2 separate regions of the Pan troglodytes genome follow, and region 1 is linked to region 2. The links are chromatin contacts, called in public HiChIP or PLAC-seq maps. All regions are on one chromosome and are shown on one strand. The core of a region is the stretch at or near the end of the contact, and the rest is flanking DNA. Distances in the headings are between cores, read along the strand shown. Region 1 holds the start of LOC101057501. Region 2 holds the start of CREB3 (cAMP responsive element binding protein 3).

Evidence for each region. HiChIP or PLAC-seq counts read pairs in DNA pulled down with a chosen protein or histone mark.
Region 1: a contact with region 2 is called in an H3K4me3 HiChIP or PLAC-seq map of stem cell-derived excitatory neurons, with 2.4 times the contacts expected there. The contact joins the promoter of LOC101057501 here to the promoter of CREB3 in region 2. A contact is called at or near these places in 2 of 7 Hi-C or Micro-C datasets (both in induced pluripotent stem cells) and 1 of 1 datasets of contacts at active chromatin or transcription factors (stem cell-derived excitatory neurons).

The regions. Positions count from the first base shown.
Region 1 is chr11:80,912,778-80,917,356 of NHGRI_mPanTro3-v2.0_pri, reverse strand. LOC101057501 reads left to right here and starts at 3,170. Exons shown (of 4, transcript NM_001280468.1): 1 at 3,170-4,579. VCP (valosin containing protein) reads right to left here and starts at 3,452. Exons shown (of 17, transcript NM_001280481.1): 1 at 3,172-3,452. The coding sequence starts at 3,188.
Region 2 is chr11:80,251,495-80,256,465 of NHGRI_mPanTro3-v2.0_pri, reverse strand. It overlaps CREB3 (cAMP responsive element binding protein 3), which reads left to right and starts at 3,085. Exons shown (of 9, transcript XM_016960841.3): 1 at 3,085-3,785; 2 at 3,880-4,027; 3 at 4,099-4,166; 4 at 4,280-4,369. The coding sequence starts at 3,657. TLN1 (talin 1) reads right to left here and starts at 3,087. Exons shown (of 57, transcript XM_016960832.4): 1 at 2,959-3,087.

The sequences.
Region 1 (4,579 bases), core at 1,921-4,420, 660 kb before region 2:
AGACCATCATATTTGGAAAAAACACTAACAGACATGAAACCGCCAGAAAGAGGCTCAAGGTCAAAAGGAACTTCACAGGAATATCTGCAAAAGTACACAATTCCATAAAGTTGGCTCAAAAAATCAAAACCAAGAAATGCTGAGACATGGGGCAAATCCAAATCCCTCTCACCCAAATCAAAGTCGACTGGGTCTACACTCAGTGTTATTTCCTAGAAGCTAGGATCATTCACCAGACAGTGACACCAACTTATTACTAGCCCATTTCCAGCTGTCACTTACTAGACTCAGCGAGGTCCCTCTCCCTCTTTTTTTTTTGAGATGGAGTTTTGCTTTTGGTGCCAGGCTGGAATGCGATGCTGCGATCTCAGCTAACTGCAACCTCCACCTCCCGGGTTCAAGTGATTCTCCTGCCTCAGCCTCCCGAGTAGCTGGGATTACAGGCATGTGCCACCACACCTGGCTAATTTTGCATTTTTACTAGAGATGGGGTTTCACCATGGTGGGCAGGCTGGTCTCAAACTCCTGACCTCAGGTGATCTGCCCACCTCGGCCTCCCAAAGTACTGGGATTACAGGCGTGAGCCACAGCACCCAGCGCTCTCTCTTTTTTAAGAGCGGCCTCGTGTTAGTAAGGCTCAGGAAAACATAAGCATTAACCAAAGTAGGAAGGCCAGACAATGAAGGAAGCAAAGAAAATAAATTTTTAAAACGAATTTCTTCATTCAACAAATTCATGAGTGTCTATTATGTACCAGACATTGTTCTAAGGGCTGGGGATACTGAAGTCAACAAAACAAGACAAAATAGTATTCCCATTGGAAATATCCTCACAATTTGCAAGAGACAAAGAAAAATGCTGTGCTCAGCTAGGAAGCCATGGGGTTCTTACATCTTTGGGTCCTGATACACCCAAGAGAAAAACAAACCCCATTCATCTAACAAAATGGTAGGCCTTCTGCTAACCCTCACACATAGGCTGCATTTTTAACCACTGCCTCTAAACTAGTTTCTAACGACAGTTTCCTCTGCTCAAATTTGCTTCCCCCATTCCAAAAGTCTGCCACTCCAGGCACAATGCTGCTGAGTAGGCAGACTCTTCCAATGCTTATCAACACACTAGAGGCCAAGCATGCTCAATGTGACAGTTGAGAGCAATGTAAACCCACGAGCTCTCCCACTCCTGTCCCATCAAAATACTCTTTCAGGGACTGCCCATCTTCTTGCTTGACTTATAGAACTGGGACTGGAGAAAAATAAAATGCCAGATGCCTCTAGTCACCATAGTTTTTTACTTTTTGAAACGGAGTCTCCCTCTGTTGCCCAGGCTGGAGTGCAGTGGCGCGATCTCCCTCACTGCAATCTCTGCCTCCCTGGGTTCAAGTGATTCTCCTGCCTCAGCCTCCAGAGTGGCTGGGACTACAGGTGTGCACCACCACCATGCCTGGCTACTTTTTGCATTTTAATAGAGATGGGGTTTCTCCATGTTGCCCGGGCTGGTCTCAAACTCCTGACCTCAAGTGATCTGCCTGCCTCGGCCTCCCAAAATGCTGGGATTACAGGCCTGAGCCACTGTGCCCGGTCAATAGTTTGTATTTTATTAATCTCAAAGCTGTATCCTAGGAAAACCTCCATTCTGCCTATCATCCCAGACTCTGGCTCTGGAGATGAGTGGTATGCCCTTTTCTTAAGGTAAAGCCTCTAATTCTCCATCTACCTACTGAGATCAGATGTGGTAATCTCTAAAAGAGTGAATTTGGCCTGACCATGGGCCAAAAGCAGTTCTGGACACTCTTTGGGGCCATCCTCCATTGTCTTCTGTATAAGTCAATCCCTTTCCAGAACTGCACAGGGGATTCCACAGGACTTGGAAGGGTTTCAGCTAAGAGTCATCAAGGTGACAAAGAGGTTAGAAACAGCTGATGATGCCAGGTTCCAAGAATTTTAGATTTTTACTTTTGAAAATAAAAGGCTGACTGCATATAAACCAAAAGAATACTTTCAGAATAAGTGACTCTTTTAAATAAGCAACTGAGTAATACTTTATCCGAATTCAGAAACTTGAGAAAAAGGAACACACCTCAAAAAACTAATCTCTTCAAGGAAGGAAGGTAATTTGCATAGAGTTTCCTTGGGCTGGCTGCGTTTTTTTTTTTTAGCCTCTAAAAGCTCTCTATTCTAAATTGAATGGGCTGAGGTAGCCAAGTTTTATCTAACGCTTTCCTAAGGATGGAGGTGGGGTCAGAAAGCCCCAGAGCCCGGATAATTTCGCAATATAGCTGGTTGGGGAAAGGGGTGCGCGCACATTTGTGTTTTTGAAGAGTTAGTGCAACTCTAAACTGCACACCACGAAAGCTGGAAATCTGGAAAGGCGCACAAAACACGAACTGAGATTCCAACTTTAGCAAGAACCTAAAATGTTAAAGAAAAATTCCTTTCTCCCCACCCACGAGTCATAACATTAAGGAAAACTGGCTCAAACTTTCTAGTATGAACAACAGGCCTAAAGTAAGAAGACCAGAAGCGAAAGGTAGGGCTCGCCCTCTCCTTAACAGTACTTCACTACTCAGGTCACACACAGAGGATGCCCACCTCCGGCCCCGCCGACCCGGCTCCAAAAAGGCGGCTGTGAGCTTCCCTGAGCTTGGCGGGCCTTCCCCGACCCCGGGCTCCGCCTCGGTGGCAGAGCTCCTGAGGCCTTCACATGGCGCAAAGTCCACGCCCACCGGGCCCGGCTGGGGCCTCGGGCTCGCGGGGCCTGCTCTCTCCGGGGACCAAAGGCTTTCGGCGGGTGGTAGGCCGGACGGCAGACTGGCACCCCAAAGCCCCGGGGCGCCGCGCCGGCGGAGTGGGCCGGAAGACCTGGCCAGGCCCAGACGTCCGTTCTAAGGGAGCCAATCGGGCGGGCCGGGGCCTGCATGACACAGCACGATCCGGCCCAGGCTCCGACCCGGACCCAACGCAAGCCCCGCCTAGGGGGCGCGCGGGTGCGCAGCTGGCCCCAGCCGGGCCTGCCGGGTCCACGGCCCCTCACTCGCCCCCTAGCTTCCCTTCCCTCTTTCCTGGTCTCCACCTCTCTGACGCGCCCACGGCCAGGCCCCGCCGGGCCTACCCTGCGCGGCTGGTCCCGGTGCGCGCCGCCGCAGCAAGCGAACGGCGCGCGCACACTCACTCGGCTCCAGAAGCCATGGCGCGCGCCTCTCCCGGCCGGCGGCTGTGGCGGCCCGCGGGTAACGGCTACGAGCGGTGGCAAGCGACCGACTGGGCCGGGGCTCGGCTCTCCCAGGCGGTGGGCGAGCAGCGGCGCCAAACCCGCAAGCGGCTTCCCTCTCGCTTCCTCCCACCGGCAGCGAGGCGTCGGGCGAACAACGCTGGCTCCTGATCCGCGAGGTGGCAGTGGCAGTGGCAGTGGCAGCGGCAGCGGCAGCGACGACTCAAACGACGGTCGCAGACGCTTCGCTGAGACTGAGCCGAGAAGAGCCGAATCATCGGAAGGGAAGCTGCTCCCACCTCAGCCAATCAGCGCCTGCCCTGCGGACTCTCGCCCGCCTCTCCGCGCCTCTCCCCAGCAACCCGCAGATCACAGCCAGTCAGGAAATTCGCTTGCGGCCTGGCTCCCGCCTCAGTGATGCGACACGCCTAGTAACGCCACGTCAATTGGCCGCAACGCTACGCTTCCTCGACGGATTGGAATTCTCAGCCAATCAACGAAAGGAATAGGGCGAGATCGACTAGTGAAAGGAGACCCTTTAATCCCTTAGAGGCGGACTCTCCCACTTGGCTCCAGTTCATTGGCTCCGGAGTTTATCCTCCTGGAAGAACGTGGCACAGTAGACTGAACCCTTGTATTAGTCTAGTCCTATTGTGGTAACCCATACACCCCTCTTCTCCCAAAACCTGGAGATCTTCTAAGACGCCATCACCACCCTGACATTTCTTGCTCCTTCTCAACGCTGCCTCCAACCACCCCTACTCTGAACTTTCTGACTAGCACCCCACTCCTACCCCATTGTCACTGCACCCTCTGGTAACCCCAATCCCACAGCCTTTGCAGTTTCTCAACGCTTGTGCCTTTCTTCCTCCCGTCATTAATATTAATACCTTATAATAAGGCACTCAAATCCAGAGAAGTCAAAGGGCAACCATAGAACACACAGCCAATTCAGTAGAACCCAAATTAGCAAGAAAACTGCACATGCTGGGACTTGAAAATCCTTGGGTCCCAAATAACAGGGGTCCCTGTTAGTAGTCAACAGGCAGCTGTTGGTGATATGCTGACTCAATTCACCTTTCACCCTGTACCCACACAGACCCATTTGACTAAGACGAGTCGAATTTCTAGAATTTGGAATTAGGGAGTGAAGAGTCACTCTGAGAGAAATCTGCCTGTCTCTAAGTAACAGGTACCTGCCCTTGTCCTGAGAGGCCTATCTAGACCACCCTTCAGACCCAACTCCACTCATTGTCACTGTCCTGGGCTTTGGGGCTCTGCATTCAGGCAATGTGAAGGACTAAAGCCACTGCCTCCAAAGTAAGGATTCCTGTAGCCCTTTCCTCATACCCAGACTTCAAGTTCATAA
Region 2 (4,971 bases), core at 1,836-4,335:
CAGTAGGTGTCATTATTTCCATTTTTACAGATCAGAAAACAGACTCAAAGATGTTAAATACTTGTTCAAATACTTCTCCAAATAATAAGTTGTGAAGCCAGGATCCGAACCCAGGTTTCTGACTGCAAAGCCCAAGCTTTCTCCACTACGCCAGCCAGCTGGAGATGTGTCAGGGGTAGTTTTCACTCCAGGCAGAGAAATAGCATAAGCAAAGATGGAGAAGCAGTAAATCGTGGAGGAGCATTCAGGGAAGTGAGCAGGCAGGCTGTTGAAGCACAGGGTACCTGCAAGGGAGCAGTGGTGGGGAAGTCAGGGTTAGGATGGAAAGGCAGAGGAAGACTAGAGAGGGGTATGAGGAATTTTACTTATTGGAGGACAAAAGGAGGCCAAGGGAGTCTTTGAGCAGAGAAGAGACATAACCGGAACTGGATTTTAGAAAAATAACTCTGGCAGTTACCTTGGAGATTAGTTAGAAGGACACTGTATTAGTACAAACTAAAGGTAATGAAGCCGGAGTTAGAATGGCATTGAGGAAGATGTCACTCAGAAGAAGTTTGGGGAGGTAGAATTGACAGGACCTAATAACTACTAAGGTAGACAGGTTAGAGTCCCACAGCTTCCTATCATCAGCAGCCACTTTGGCGGCTGGGGCAGCTTGAGTTTAGGTGAGGAATTGGGAAGAGGGGAAAGGATCAGGTTGGGCAGAGAATGTGGGGATGAGGCTGTGGTTACGGGATGTGGTTAGGCTGTGGGGAAAAAGGGTATGAGTATATGATTAGTAGCCACTAGGGGCAGATGGGGTTGGGTTAGTGACTGCATCAGGCTGGGAATGGGGAAGACAGGGTGTAGAAAAAGGATGAGAAGACAGGGTGTAGAAAAAGAATGCTGGTGATGATGGTGTTTGGAAAAATACATATACATAAGATACATATATGACCAGTCATTGCATCAGGTTGGGGGAAGGGGAATGATTACATGGATGGTGGCTAAGTCAGGGAATGATGGGGTGAGGTCAGAGGCCAGGTCAGGCTATAGGAGGTTGAGAAGAGCTGGGCCTGTGGTCAGTCACTAAATCAGACTGGGGTGGGGGTGGGAAAGTTAAGGGACATTGGCAATGTCTAAGTAAAGCTGGAGCCGGGATGGGGGATGGGGTATAGCCAGTGGCTGGGTCAGGCTGAGTAGAGGATAGTGCTGTGGTCAGTGGCAGGGTCAGGCTGGGAGTGAAGTGGGGGTGTGGTCAGTGGCCTGGCTGGGCGTGGGATCAGCAAGACCCAGTTTCCTCTTTGGGTCTCGTTTCCTCTTTTCTGTTGGGGAGTGGGGGAAGGGGATCTACAAATGGTCCAAGAAATTAAAAGAGGCTTAGATCCAGGGGGTGACACACAGCAGGGGATGGGAGTAGGGTATTCAGCAGATGACCAGGTGGAATGTAGGTACATGACTGGGTGAAAATGGTAGGAGAGTAATTTAAAATGATGGGAAAGCTCAGGTTATGATGAGGGTAAATTCAGGTAGGATGTGCGGATTAAAGGTTGGTGAGGGAGGTAGAACTAAGGATGGGAACGGATGATAAGATGAGCATGGGAGAGTTAAAGGCAAGGGAAGTATTTTGTAAGGGGATAGGCAGGATGGGTGTGAAATGCAGAGTCAGGGATGAGAGTTGGAGAGGAGGGCTTAATACCAAGAGAACAAGTGAAGTGGGAGACAGCAGGGCTAAACTTTCAGGGGATTCAGTTATTCCCTTCTCCCATGGCAACAGTGATTCCTTGGTTAGCTTCCCCCATAGTCATTAGCTCCTTCTTCCCTAGGCAGTCCCCAACTTGTGACTAGGCCTTGTACATCCTGGGTCCCTATTTCCCACCTATGTTGTCTGTAAACAACACAGTCCAGAATCTCTGTCCCCTATCTGTGGTGGCCACAGCAAGGGCCTTGGGCTTAGAGAATGGAATAAAGAAGCTGGAATCCCAGATGCCTGCAATTCTAGCTAAAGCCAGAACGCTAGCCTCAAATTAGTTTATCTCTCTGGGTAAAAAGAAGCCCCTGTAACTACATAGGAATAAAGGACTTCCCTACAAAAGAAGGGCATTTACCTACTGCCAACCTCTTAAATTTTATCTGCTCAAGGTCAACTATGCTAGCCTCAAACCACAACCCCTAAAGCTGCCCCAAATTCCTAACATTAACCCCATCTCTAATTTGTTTCCTGATTCCCAGTACCGGCTTGGACATTCATCCCTTTCCTAGCACAGACTCATATCCAATCCCTGATCCCTGAAACTGATCTAAGTTTTGCCTTTAGCACCAAATCCCCTGATGTTAACCCTAAATGTTGACCCCTAAGCCACTTTAGTTCATTTATAACTTGATTCCTAACTCACGCTTTCACTGTTTATCCTTAACACCGACCATGCCAACATTCTTTAATCCCTCAAACAAGCTCTAACCTGATTCCTGTTGTTGACCCTTAACCTGACCCTGAACTCAAATTATGACGTATGATGGCCATCCCAGCAAACAAGATAATGACCGTAATCTAAACCTTACCTATCTAAAACGGACCTGACTCACACTAACTCTTAAGTTTTAACCCCAGCTTTTAACTCCTACAGCGACCCTTGATTCCTAAACGCACTCCACCTAATCCCCAACTCACCCAAAGCTTTCCTACCCACATGCCCGCTATCAGCTAACACCAAAGCCCGTCCCCGCCCTGCGCCCCGCTGCCACCCGACTCCTCACGCTCCCCCAAGCCTATCCCAGACATAGGACTGCTCCCAGGAAAGGCCTGTCTTCCCCAAGACGGCCTACTTCACGCCGAGCTCAAGCCGAGATGTGCTGGACGCTGACCTCTCCAACTAATAGGACCCGAACCGGACACGCAAGAGAGGCAGGGCCCGCCCGCCCCGGGGCCAGGCCCCGCGGCCCCACCCTAAGGCCCCCGCCCGGCCCGGTCTGGCCTACCTGCGCTGCCTGGCTCTGCGCCCCGCCCGCCGGCCCGCCGCCCCGCCGCTTCTCGGGTCGCCCTCGGGCTCCGGCCTCGCCCTCCCTTCGACACTCTCTCGGCCACTTCCGTCCTGGGAACGTCCCCCACCCGCGGGCGGCGCCCTGGGCCCGCGCTCTATGGTCGCGGGGGGCAGGCAGGAAGCTGCTCTGGCCCCGTTCTCGATGCTCGGGAGCCGCCAAAGCCCGGCAGCCCCTCCCTGGCAGGAAGCGAGGGTGCGGCGCAATCCGGAGAGGACGCCAGGACGACGCCCGAGTTCCCTTTCAGGCTAGAACTCTTCCTTTTTCTAGCTTGGGGTAGAAGGCGGAGCCGGAGCCCCGGAACCCCCGCCCTCGGGGTGCGAGGCGGCAGCAGGGCCGTCCCCTACATTTGCATAGCCCCTGGGACGTGGCGCTGCACCCAAGCCTCTTCTCAGTTGGAGGGAACTCCAAGTCCCACAGTGCCACGGGGTGGGGTGCGTCACTTTCGCTGCGTTGGAGGCTGAGGAGAATTGAGCCTGGGAGGCGGGTCCGGAGAGGGCTATGGAAAGCCGCCGGCGGGGAATCCCGGCCGTAGAGGGACAGTGGATAGGTGCCCGAGGCCTACAGCTGGCCTGGGGCTCGTGTCTGGGCTTCGGACGTTGGGGCCCGGTGGCCCACCCTTTCCGTAGTTGTCCCAAATGGAGCTGGAATTGGATGCTGGTGACCAAGACCTGCTGGCCTTCCTGCTAGAGGAAAGTGGAGATTTGGGGACGGCACCCGATGAGGCCGTGAGGGCCCCACTGGACTGGGAGCTGCCGCTTTCTGAGGTAGGTTGGGGTTCTGACTGGGGAAAGCGTGGGATGTCCATGAAGTCAGGGGATGGTGATAAGGTCAAGGCCTGTTCATCGGAACCCTGCGCAGGTACCGAGCGACTGGGAAGTAGATGATTTGCTGTGCTCCCTGCTGAGTCCCCCAGCGTCGTTGAACATTCTCAGCTCCTCCAACCCCTGCCTTGTCCACCATGACCACACCTACTCCCTCCCACGGGAAACTGTCTCTATGGATCTAGGTGAGTCTGAAATAAGTTTGCGGGGAGGACAGGGTTCATGGGCCTGGCTATTCATACTTTCCCTTTTGCAGAGAGTGAGAGCTGTAGAAAAGAGGGGACCCAGATGACTCCACAGCATATGGAGGAGCTGGCAGAGCAGGTACTTGACTTGATTTTCAGGAGATTACTCTCACATTCCCCAGGTGGGGGCAGGATTCCCCATTCCTCTCTGACATCCCCATGCAATTGCCGTCCACTTTCTTGTTACCCTAGGAGATTGCTAGGCTAGTACTGACAGATGAGGAGAAGAGTCTATTGGAGAAGGAGGGGCTTATTCTGCCTGAGACACTTCCTCTCACTAAGGTAAGACTCTCATTGGTTGAACAAAGGCTGAAAAGGGATTAAAAGTCCCAAGTAGGCAAATTCTGTTAACTTTATATCAATAACTTTAAAAAAGGATTGAGGTGAGAAACTTAGTAGATTTATTGCTAATAGGAAGTTGAGGCAGGTACACAATATGCCAGATGCAAGGGCAAATCCTCGTTTTTGTTGGGCTTATACAAATTTTGGTGTTCTGTTAAAAAAATAACTCAAGATTATCAGTGCAACATTAGTATTGGGCCTTGGAAAGGACTGTGTAAGTGAAGGGCCTTGACACTTCGTTGGCTTCATAGTAATCCACCTCTTGCTGAATGGTAGAACTGTTTAGAGAGTTCAACAGGGTTGGACTAAGCTGTACATGAATAAATGTAAAATCCTTAGTTTTCAGTTTTAAGCAATGAGTGGCAACTTCACAAGCAGAGTACTGGGGTACTATGATGAAATCAGTGCTCATTAATAGAAAGGTTATAGGAATATATATATTTTTTTGACAAGGTCTTGCTCTGTTGCCCAGGCTGGAGTGCACTGATGTGATCATGGCTCACTGCAGCCTTGACTTTCTGGGCTTAGGTGATTCTCCCACC